Linked DNA regions of Mus musculus: all the other regions are linked to region 1. Evidence: chromatin contacts called from public Hi-C data. All regions are on one chromosome and are shown on one strand. The core of a region is the stretch at or near the end of the contact, and the rest is flanking DNA. Distances in the headings are between cores, read along the strand shown. Region 1 has its middle 3.2 kb from the start of Gm25702. Region 2 has its middle 66 kb from the start of 4930449C09Rik. Region 3 has its middle 16 kb from the start of Gm41335.

Region 1 (3,115 bases), core at 270-2,769:
AAGTCTCCAAGCCTTCTCAATGCTACATGGCAGACATGGCAAAGTTGTGACTTGAATATTGCTCTACAACTCCAAAATCAGTCCATTTTTATTTCTAGCACTTAAACTGTATCTATACTCTGTTCGTGATAGCTCTTTATGCTATCTGAATATGTCTACCTTTCTTTCCTTATACCCATGGTTTAAGAATCCCAAGTAGATTTTGTTTCATTTGGTATTTCCATGCTCATTATTTTCTCAAGACTTTATGGTGAGCACTAAAAGGTATGTTTGTCATCATACCCAGTGAGGTGACATAAGAATAGAGGTGAGCACAGGCTTTAAAGACATGTGGCGTGAGGTCCTCAAATTAGTCATCCCTTCTGAACTTGCTTTTATTCAGCCCTAACAAGGAAAGGATAATAATAAGATTTCCATGAAAATAAGAGTCAATGTTCACAAAGTGTCTCAAATATAGTAAGGCATTCAGTAAATGGGAACAGCTGTAATTACCATAATGATCACCTTGGACCATATCAGAATTTAGATGAGAATGTCCCCGCAAAGAATCATGGTCTCCATTTGGTGGTGTTTTGTGGGCAAGTTTAAGAGGTATAGACTTGTTGGAGGAAGTATGTCATTGGAGGTAGGTATAAGGGGTTTAAAAGCCCATGCCATGTGCCATTGCTTTCTTTTTGCTTGTGCTTTCTTTTACTGATGTAAGCTCTGAACTTCCTGATCCAGCTTCCATCCTTCCACTCTGCCATCCTAGACTCTTACCTCTCTGGAACAGAAAGTACAATAAACTCTTTCTTCTATAACTTACCTTGATCATGGTGTTTTATCACAGCAAGAGGAAAGTAACTCCTACAGTTGTACAGAGAAATGGTAGTTTTCCACCAATGTCTTTAAAACCTCAAAGGAATGTGGAAACATTCTGAAGAGAAAGGAGGCGGTAAAAAGAAAAGAAAGTGTATACAACTTAAATATCAACTAAGATCTGAAACATTTATTTACTTATTGCACGAGGCTGTCCCAACAACTCAACATAGAAGATCTACACTTGTTTCTCAAAAGTTAAATTGACTACTTTGTTGTAATTTACCAGACAGTGTAAAGTAGCTCTCCAAGATCCCAAACCCAGCAAATAGACATATCCCATATCCATGGCAATCGGGAGTCTATTCACAGATATATGAATGGATGGTCCCTGTTTTTTAAATATCATAGTATATATTGGTCAAGTATTCTGTTGATATCGGACCACGGAGGCCTCAAAGAAATAGGGGAGGAGCTGATTCTGCCCCAGTTTCTGGCTCTCACTAAAACTAGTTCACTAGCACTATCCGGTTCTTGGTCACTCCACTTCAGAAATGTAGCAACAAAGTCTCCATGATTTCTAAAGTTCTTTTCAGCTCCAACATTTAATGATGATTCTTCTCCCTTCCCCCAAAGAACTCTGCCGGCAATACAGAGCAAAGACACTGAACATATGTAGGAGAGTCACTCCATTTATATTAAATTCCACATTCCTGCAGGGCTATGTAATGTCTGCTGCCCTTCAGTCGACTCCACACACCAATGTTTGTTTACAGTCACCGGGGCATGAAAGGCTATTTTTAAACCTGGCTTTTCATGTAAGAAGGTTAAAACTCAAACTGAATTTGATTTGTTGAAGAACTCAAATCCTCAGGATTATAGCAGGAAGAAAGAGAAATGTAAGTCACTTTAATTACCCTTTGACTCTTCTCTCCCAACTCCCACCCCCATAATTCTGCTAACAAAGATACTATTGGTTAAGCTGACGGTATCCAGGGCAGAAAAGCCTTTGCATTGGCTGCTGATAACCAAGGATCCTTGAGTTGTTTACTTTACATTTTCTTTGGAAACACCATGAAAACTCTTAGAAGGCAGCTGGCTAGGAAGGCAACAAATCCAGAGATATGCACAGCTGGCTATAGTAAAGCATCCAGAAGTTTTATTCAGCTGAGATTTTAATGTCAGGTTCTCCTTTAGCAAACACAGGCTTTGAAATCACACACATGTCAATCCCCAACTTACTAGTAACGTGGCAGAAAGCCTGGCTCACTCTGTCACTAACAAGAGGTTTTTTTTTTTTTTGTTTTGTTTTGTTTTTTTTTCCTGGACTTTGTTTTTCACGTGGAATCCATCTGTCTACTCCAGCATACAACATCAGTTCCCAGAGAGATGAGATTGGTTGGCCATCTCTTGTGGTTCTCCCCCTATTGCTAGCGCCTGGAAAATGTTTCGCTCATAATAGTTTACATATTGCGTAGCTCACTGAGGTGTCCAATCCTAGAGCATTTACTTCCCAGAGATTTCAACAAGCTTTGTAGAGGGCTACTGCATAATCATGTGAGGCATGATTACTGATGAAAGTGGGGTCTGTTTGAGGAGATGATAAAAATACTCTAGAAATGGCTGTATGACTCTGTGAATATAATAAAACTATTGGGTTGTGTTCTTTAAGTGTTTGTCTTAGTAAGTTAGCTACCTCTCAACATGGCTATTTTTTTAAAAGAACCTTCTTTACCACCCCAAATTGAACAAATCAACAAATACCCATATTTAGACCAGAAATTGACATTTATGACTTGAGTAAGTGGTTGAATATCTGGTAACTGAATGAACTGGAGAAAGGGATGATGAAGAAGGAATAGTGTGTCCCATTCAGGAATATAAAATTGTTATCTTCTAATTTCTCTATCTCTAGCTCTCTCTGTCTCTGTCCCTCTGTTCTCTGACTCTGGCTGTCTCTGTGTCTCAGTCTATGTTCCTGTCTATCTCTGTCTCTCTACCTGTCTGTCTATCTCCCTACCTGTCTCTCTGTCTCTTTCTGTTTCTCCATGTCTCTTTCTCTCTATCTCTCTTTGTCTCTCTTGTGTCTCTCTCTGTCTCTCTTGTGTCTGTTTCTGTCTTTCTGTCTCTCTGTCTCTGTCTCTGTCTCTCTCTCTCTCTCTCTCTCTCTCTCTCTCTCTCTCTCTCTCTCTCTTTTTCTCTTTCTCTGACATACAACTTTAACATCTTTCCTGCCCAGCCAGCTACTATGGAGACTTAAAAGCAGATGACCCATCTTATCAAATGATTTTTAATAAAGGTTTCTTTGCTGAATACC
Region 2 (3,115 bases), core at 285-2,784, 170 kb after region 1:
AACAAGGTACTGCTGTGTGACGGGAGGCAGAAGTCAGCCACGGGAAGAGTCTGCCAATAGGGCTACGCATTAGCTACAAAGGGAAATTCAGAGCCTTGGCAGCAGAGAAGCCTGGCAGAAAGGACCTTAGGCAAATAGCTCACATCACCAGTAATGAGGGAAGCTGGCATTATGTGTATCCACCATAGTGCTTGAAAAGACACAGTAGCCCTTCCACGATGCTGGGGCTAGAAATGCGGGAGTTGAATCTGATCACAAGGCATCGTGGGGAAAACTGGCTTGAGGAAGAGTCTACAACATACCTCAATCTGTGTCCTTCCAAGGTAGTATTGTCGCAAAAGACAGGAAGCTTTTCTGAGCTTAAGGAGGCTAACGAAACTCAAGTTTAATGTGGGACTCAGCTCCTCATTTTGGCATGATTTGTGATTGGGACATTAGTAAAACTCACATGAAATTCACAGATTAAAGGAACAACTTACCTCGCTTTAATGGCTTAATTGGTTGCAATCCAAGAATTGAATGAATATATATATATATATATATATATATATATGTGTGTGTGTGTGTGTGTGTGTGTGTATATACATATATATACATGTGTATATATATATATATATATATATATATATATGTATGTATATACACACACACTTTTGGCACTATGTCTAAAATATATTTTATATATGATATATACATATATGCCATATATAGACACATATGTATATGATACACATTTTTAAAAAACTTGGTCAGTTGCATTGGGAAAATTACTTATACTGTCCTCTTGGTTTTATATTGTCAGTATCAACAAAAGGGGTATGGTGTAGAAACCCCTAACCCCCACTCTGACACACACACACACATCAAAGACCAGCACAAAGCATACCAGAGTGTGAGGCCTGAGCTGAGTTTCTGTAAACCCATATATGCCATATGTGTCTCACACCTTTCTCATTTATCTTCAAGGCTTCCAGTGTCCATGATAAGATGGCAATGATGCAACATGGACTCATTTACTCATTGATGCCGTCCCATAACGACCCATCCACACTAGCTAGGGCTTTTAAGATGTACCCCCTAGGACCCACATTCCACATCTCATCTTCATTCCTGACAGTACAGCAGAATATCCCCGCTACTGCTACACACCATGCTACCACAGGTCGATCATGAACAAGCCAGAAGACAGTTTGGCCCCTCGAACTATCAAACTCTTTGTTGACCTGGACTCTTCTTGTGAAATTTAGGTCACAGGGTCAGCACCTATCTGTCCTACATGCCAGACCAGGGACCCAGATTGTCTGTGGCACCTACACAAAGCACAGATAAAAACAAAATCAATCTAGATCAGACTGCTGCCATTTTGGAAATTCATGGGCTGGACCATCCCAGTGAACGGACACAATGTTGTCCTCCACACCCAAATGGACCCAAGAACTAAATTAGAAAATGGAGACAAAAAGTTGTTTCCTCCTCTTAGCCGATTAGGACAATCTAAGGAAAGTGCAAGAGCGCCCCCTGCTGCCAGTATTTGGAATTGTTTGATTCACCCTGAACATAGTTCAGCTTCAAGATGTGCAGCCTGGAGGCTTGAAATCAAGCCTCCTGCTCCCAGTGCGCACATTTTTCAAACACTACGCACACAGCTGCCCTTAAGCCAGTACTTAAGACTTCACCTGCATTATCTCGCTTCATCCCTTGAACAGTCTCAGGGCCTGGCAGAACAGCTACCATTGTGGCCTCTAACAGACAATTTAAAACCAGCCATGTAAGATGGTGTATAAAGTTGCTTACTCAAGGTCAGAGAGACTCTTTTTTTTTTTAAAGTAGCTCCATCTTTAAAATATGACATTCCTCCAAAGGATCTCTTCTAAATCCCCTTGCATACATAACAACCTAAGCTATATGCTGTATCTCCTAGGTGCACAGGACTGGGGAGTGAGAATGGGGTTCAAAAGCAATCCAATGATGTGTGCCTTTGTAAATCTATACATTCGTTAATGCTGTTATTTTCTCCCATGAATTAACAATTTTTACTCTTCTCTTGCTAACATGTACCAGGATAGAAATGAGTATGGTATATGTGTGTCTTTGTAAATCTATACATTCATTAATGCTGTTATTTTCTCCATGAATTAACAATTTTTACTCTTCTCTTGCTAACATGTACCAGGATAGAAATGAGTATGGTATATGTGTGTCTTTGTAAATCTATACATTCATTAATGTTGTTATTTTCTCCATGAATTAACAATTTTTACTCTTCTCTTGCTAACATGTACCAGGATAGAAATGAGTATGGTATATGTGTGTCTTTGTAAATCTATACATTCATTAATGCTGTTATTTTCTCCCATGAATTAACAATTTTTACTCTTCTCTTGCTAACATGTGCCAGGATAGAAATGAGTATGGTATCCGAATAAAAACTTCTGGATTACAAAGCGCATAGATCCTACTCCAAGGGGTTAAGGTTCTCAAGTGGGAAACAGAGAAATCCAGTGTGATAAAAGAGCTTCTCTTCAGGGACCAGTGGCTATGAAGAGTAAGATAAAAAGTCCTATAAGCGTTTGTACCAACTGAACGATCGTTTCCTCAGAGAAACTATAAAGCTATCCTCAGCCTTCCTCGTAATGTTGACATACAAGAGTGTGTTTCTCTGTTGAATATACAATGAAATACTGTTTGTTCAAATTTGTGTTCTTTCCGCTGGACCCTCAAATGGCAATTGAGAAATGGAGACAGATTTTGTTTTCCCAAGGTGGCCTGGTACAACTCCCAAAATGGAACTTTGTGTCGTTAGAACAGTTGAGAGGATCGTAGAAAGATGGACCCAAATATCAGCCAGAGAATTAGACCAGAAAATGGAACCAAAGTACCTGTCAGTCCAAGGATGTAGTGGCACTACGTGTACACCAACTGGGAATGTTGTGGTCCCAGGGGAATTAATATGAGAACCTATGATTACACACACGTGGCTCTTCTCAAGGGGGGTCTGGGATTGGTGGGAAACAATGGGTTTTCATGTCTAATAGTCTGAGTCCACAGTGGGAGACAGCTATTTCCCTAATCTTCCTGAGGTCATCTTTCTGCCTAAGGGTCATCTTTCCAGGTC
Region 3 (3,115 bases), core at 304-2,803, 140 kb before region 1:
AGTTGATTGTGTACTATACTCATTGTTAGGGATGGTACGTACAAGTTAAAATTGCTATCCTAAATAAATATATTATTCTATAAATAACTAGAACTTTCTTTTCTAAATTAATATATAAATAAGCATATGTATACCTCTAAAAGCTATTTGCATACTTTTATAATCTGGTGTCATATGGTAAATAAATGAATAAAAGCATGAAATAAAATAAGTAGCATAAACTATTATTGGTGTACTCTGAACAGTAAGTCTCATATTAACATCAAGTTCAAAAGAGAACTTACATCATCTTTAGGAAAGATTTTAGAGGGCACGTAGGTCTTCACTGGAGTCATTTGTAAATTTGTCAGAGAAATTTCATTCACATCACATCAAAATTTCTTAAAACTATTTAAAGAAATCTTATTTAGGTAGTTATTTATTTAACTTATTTATTTAGTTTATGTGTATGAGTGATTTGCCTGTATGTAATTTTTTTCTGTGTGTGTGATGTGTGTGTGTGATATATGTGTGTGTGATGTATGTGTGTGTGTGTGTGCATGTGTAGTACATTATGACATTATGTCTGGTGCTCATTGAAGTCAGGAGTCATATCCACAAAATTCTAATTACAAACATTTGTGAGTTACTACGTAGGTGCTGGGAATTGAACCTGAGTCCTCTGTAAGAGTAGCCAGTGCTCTAAACTGCTGACCTATCCATTTCTCCAGCACCTTACAGCATTTTCCCCATATTTCATCTGACTTTATCACCTAGTTGCATCCAAGAGTTTCTTTGTAAATTCTTAAACTCTGAGAAACTCTGAATGTGTGCAATTTTTCTCCTTCTAGCTTCCCTAATCTGTCAGATATGGGACTTTCTCATAAGGCCCTCACTCCTTATAATGACAATAAAATAACCATTCCCTGCATCTTAGCTCCATCTGTTTACCCTTGCCTCCATCACCATGAGAAAATTGCTGGGATCTTGATTAGTTAGTATTTCTGTCATGTAAGGATACACATAAGCTCATAGAATGGGTGTCTCCATGTGCACTTGAGTCACAGAAAGCATTCAAACAAGAACAGTGCTATCAAGCCTTGAACTAGGCAATAAAATTGGATGTTCATATTATGTACACATCCCTATTGTGCATACTCTCTGATCCTGAATGCTAGGAATTTGGAATCTACATGTTCTGTCACATTCTCTCCTACCTTGGAAATGTAGTTCCTGAAGAAAAGAGCCACACTGAAGCCTAAGGAACCAATAATCAGTTGCTCTTTCTAATTGAGCACTTCTCTTTGCTTAGATTTTGGAAGAAGCATGAAAATGATTTACTGATTTAGGAACTGGGTGGAGTGGACCACAGAAAGACAAATCAAAAACATCTGGAATGAACTATTTGAGAGAGAAACGGGGAGGGAAAAAAAAAGTAGAGCTTTCAAATGAAACGAAGTACAGATGATTTGGCCAAATTCAAGCCAAGCCAAACACTCACATTAAACATTGCACTTGGGTCTGGTTCAATAGCAGGAGCCGGCAAGGGGGAGCCTCAGCCAACACTGCATCAGAGGCACATTGTGGAGGGAGGAAATGAGTTTAGTCAAGCCAGCTGTGACTTCAAAGCCGTGGCTCTCCCAGAGAACAGTGGGAAAGGGTTCCCCCTTCAGTGAAGACTGCAAAGTTCATCCAAAGACAGTCCGAAGGGAACTAACTCTGGGAAGAAGCAAATTGCATTCCACACTCTAAATAATACTTTCCTTGCATGAAGTGGTGGTGACCATCTATTTAAAGAGACAGAAAAAGAATGAGGAAGAGGTGATAAGGAGACGTCTCTGATGCACATTCCAGGACACACAAAACTGGTGTGTCTGTGTTTGCTTTTCAGCAAAGATAGGCATGTCTTTGCATGAGTCATGCTTCCAGCTATGTGAAAGGTGACAACACAGGATTTCTCTTCTGAAAGATTCCCATGATTTCTTTCCCCTCTTTGAACTTCTAGAAAACTAATATTTCTTTCAATGCATTTCCTCAGTAAAATTTTATCAAGAAACCCATGGTGGGTTAGGTGGGGGTAAAACAAAGATAAGCAAGGAGAAGCTAGACATATAAACAAAGGCTTATGGTATTGAACCAGAAGCCCCTGTTAGAGCAATGGTTCCCAGAGAGTAGTCTCCTAAAAGGTGAAAGCAGAGGCAAGAACAGCACTGGGGTAGGAAAGTTTGCAAGCTCTAGCCTCAATGCACTGAATGAGAAGGTGCAGTTGGTTTATTGAGCTCTCCCATTGATTCAGATAAGTCTTAAACCTGGGAAACCACTTTTATAAAATAGAAACAGAGGCTTCTGGAGCAGAGAGCCAGTACTACTGAGCCAAAATGGAGATCTTCTACCATGTACAAATCATGGGCTCATCTCCAGGTTAGAATTCTATAGGTGGCCCTCTGTCAATACACAACCATGAGCCTTTGCTTCTAAGTAAACTGCTAAGATTCAAAGGTAAGGAATTATTTATTCTACACCCTCCCCAGCCTTCTCCTTCCAGCTCAATGACTCTCAACCTGTAGGTCATGACCCCCAAAGACCAATATCTATACTGCTAGTCATAACAGTAGCAAAATTACGTTTGAGGGTCACCACGACATGAGGAACTTTATTTAAAGGGTCACTGCATTCGGAAGGTTGAGAACTCACTGTTCTAGCTAGCTTCAGGTCCAGTTCTTGGATGATACAGCTTTTAGAACTTACTTTGAGACACTAATTCTGAAAGTTTACACTCCTCAGGAAATCTTGGCAAGCATGTATTTGCAAAACTTTCCAACTCTTGAATATTCGAGAAGAATAGTGGTTATCTCCTTGAAGCACTCACTGGATGATTGGATCTCTACTGGATGATTGGATTGGCATCCTTATCAAGGGTTTTCTCTTAGTATGCTTGGGCACCTCCGCTGATGAAGATTGCACTATCTCAGGCTGCAGTTTGCTTCCTTTGAGACAGCTCCTTTTAGAAAGCACTTCCTTCTTCTGGGCTGAGCACTGCCATCATTTCCATTCCATTTGTTAGTTATAATTCTATCCCTTGGGAACTCATAGCAAAGATACTTACATATTAATGTGACATTCTTCAAGTATTTGA

Evidence for each region. Hi-C and Micro-C count contacts between places; a contact is called where the count stands out from the background.
Region 2: a contact with region 1 is called in a Hi-C map of pancreatic cancer cells, with 2.5 times the contacts expected there. The contact joins two enhancer-like sites. A contact is called at or near these places in 5 of 484 Hi-C or Micro-C datasets (the Ba/F3 cell line, bone marrow-derived macrophages, myeloid progenitors and 1 more).
Region 3: a Hi-C map of pancreatic cancer cells shows a contact between it and region 1, with 2.8 times the contacts expected there. The contact joins two enhancer-like sites. A contact is called at or near these places in 1 of 39 promoter capture datasets (the 3T3-L1 cell line), 3 of 484 Hi-C or Micro-C datasets (Sertoli cells, pancreatic cancer cells and uterus) and 1 of 115 datasets of contacts at active chromatin or transcription factors (pancreatic cancer cells).

Annotation. Positions count from the first base shown.
Region 1 is chr15:63,482,887-63,486,001 of GRCm38.p6, forward strand. No RefSeq gene overlaps it. Among named protein-coding and RNA genes, the nearest start is that of Gm25702, 3.2 kb to the left of the region's middle. Within about 2 kb of position 1,520, at least 39 of the 459 cell types and tissues checked have an H3K27ac peak or open chromatin away from gene starts, as enhancers often do. A contact at or near this core is called in pancreatic cancer cells and uterus, where this site is marked.
Region 2 is chr15:63,651,212-63,654,326 of GRCm38.p6, forward strand. No RefSeq gene overlaps it. Among named protein-coding and RNA genes, the nearest start is that of 4930449C09Rik, 66 kb to the right of the region's middle. Within about 2 kb of position 1,535, at least 38 of the 459 cell types and tissues checked have an H3K27ac peak or open chromatin away from gene starts, as enhancers often do. A contact at or near this core is called in pancreatic cancer cells, where this site is marked.
Region 3 is chr15:63,339,013-63,342,127 of GRCm38.p6, forward strand. No RefSeq gene overlaps it. Among named protein-coding and RNA genes, the nearest start is that of Gm41335, 16 kb to the right of the region's middle. Within about 2 kb of position 1,554, at least 70 of the 459 cell types and tissues checked have an H3K27ac peak or open chromatin away from gene starts, as enhancers often do. A contact at or near this core is called in pancreatic cancer cells and uterus, where this site is marked.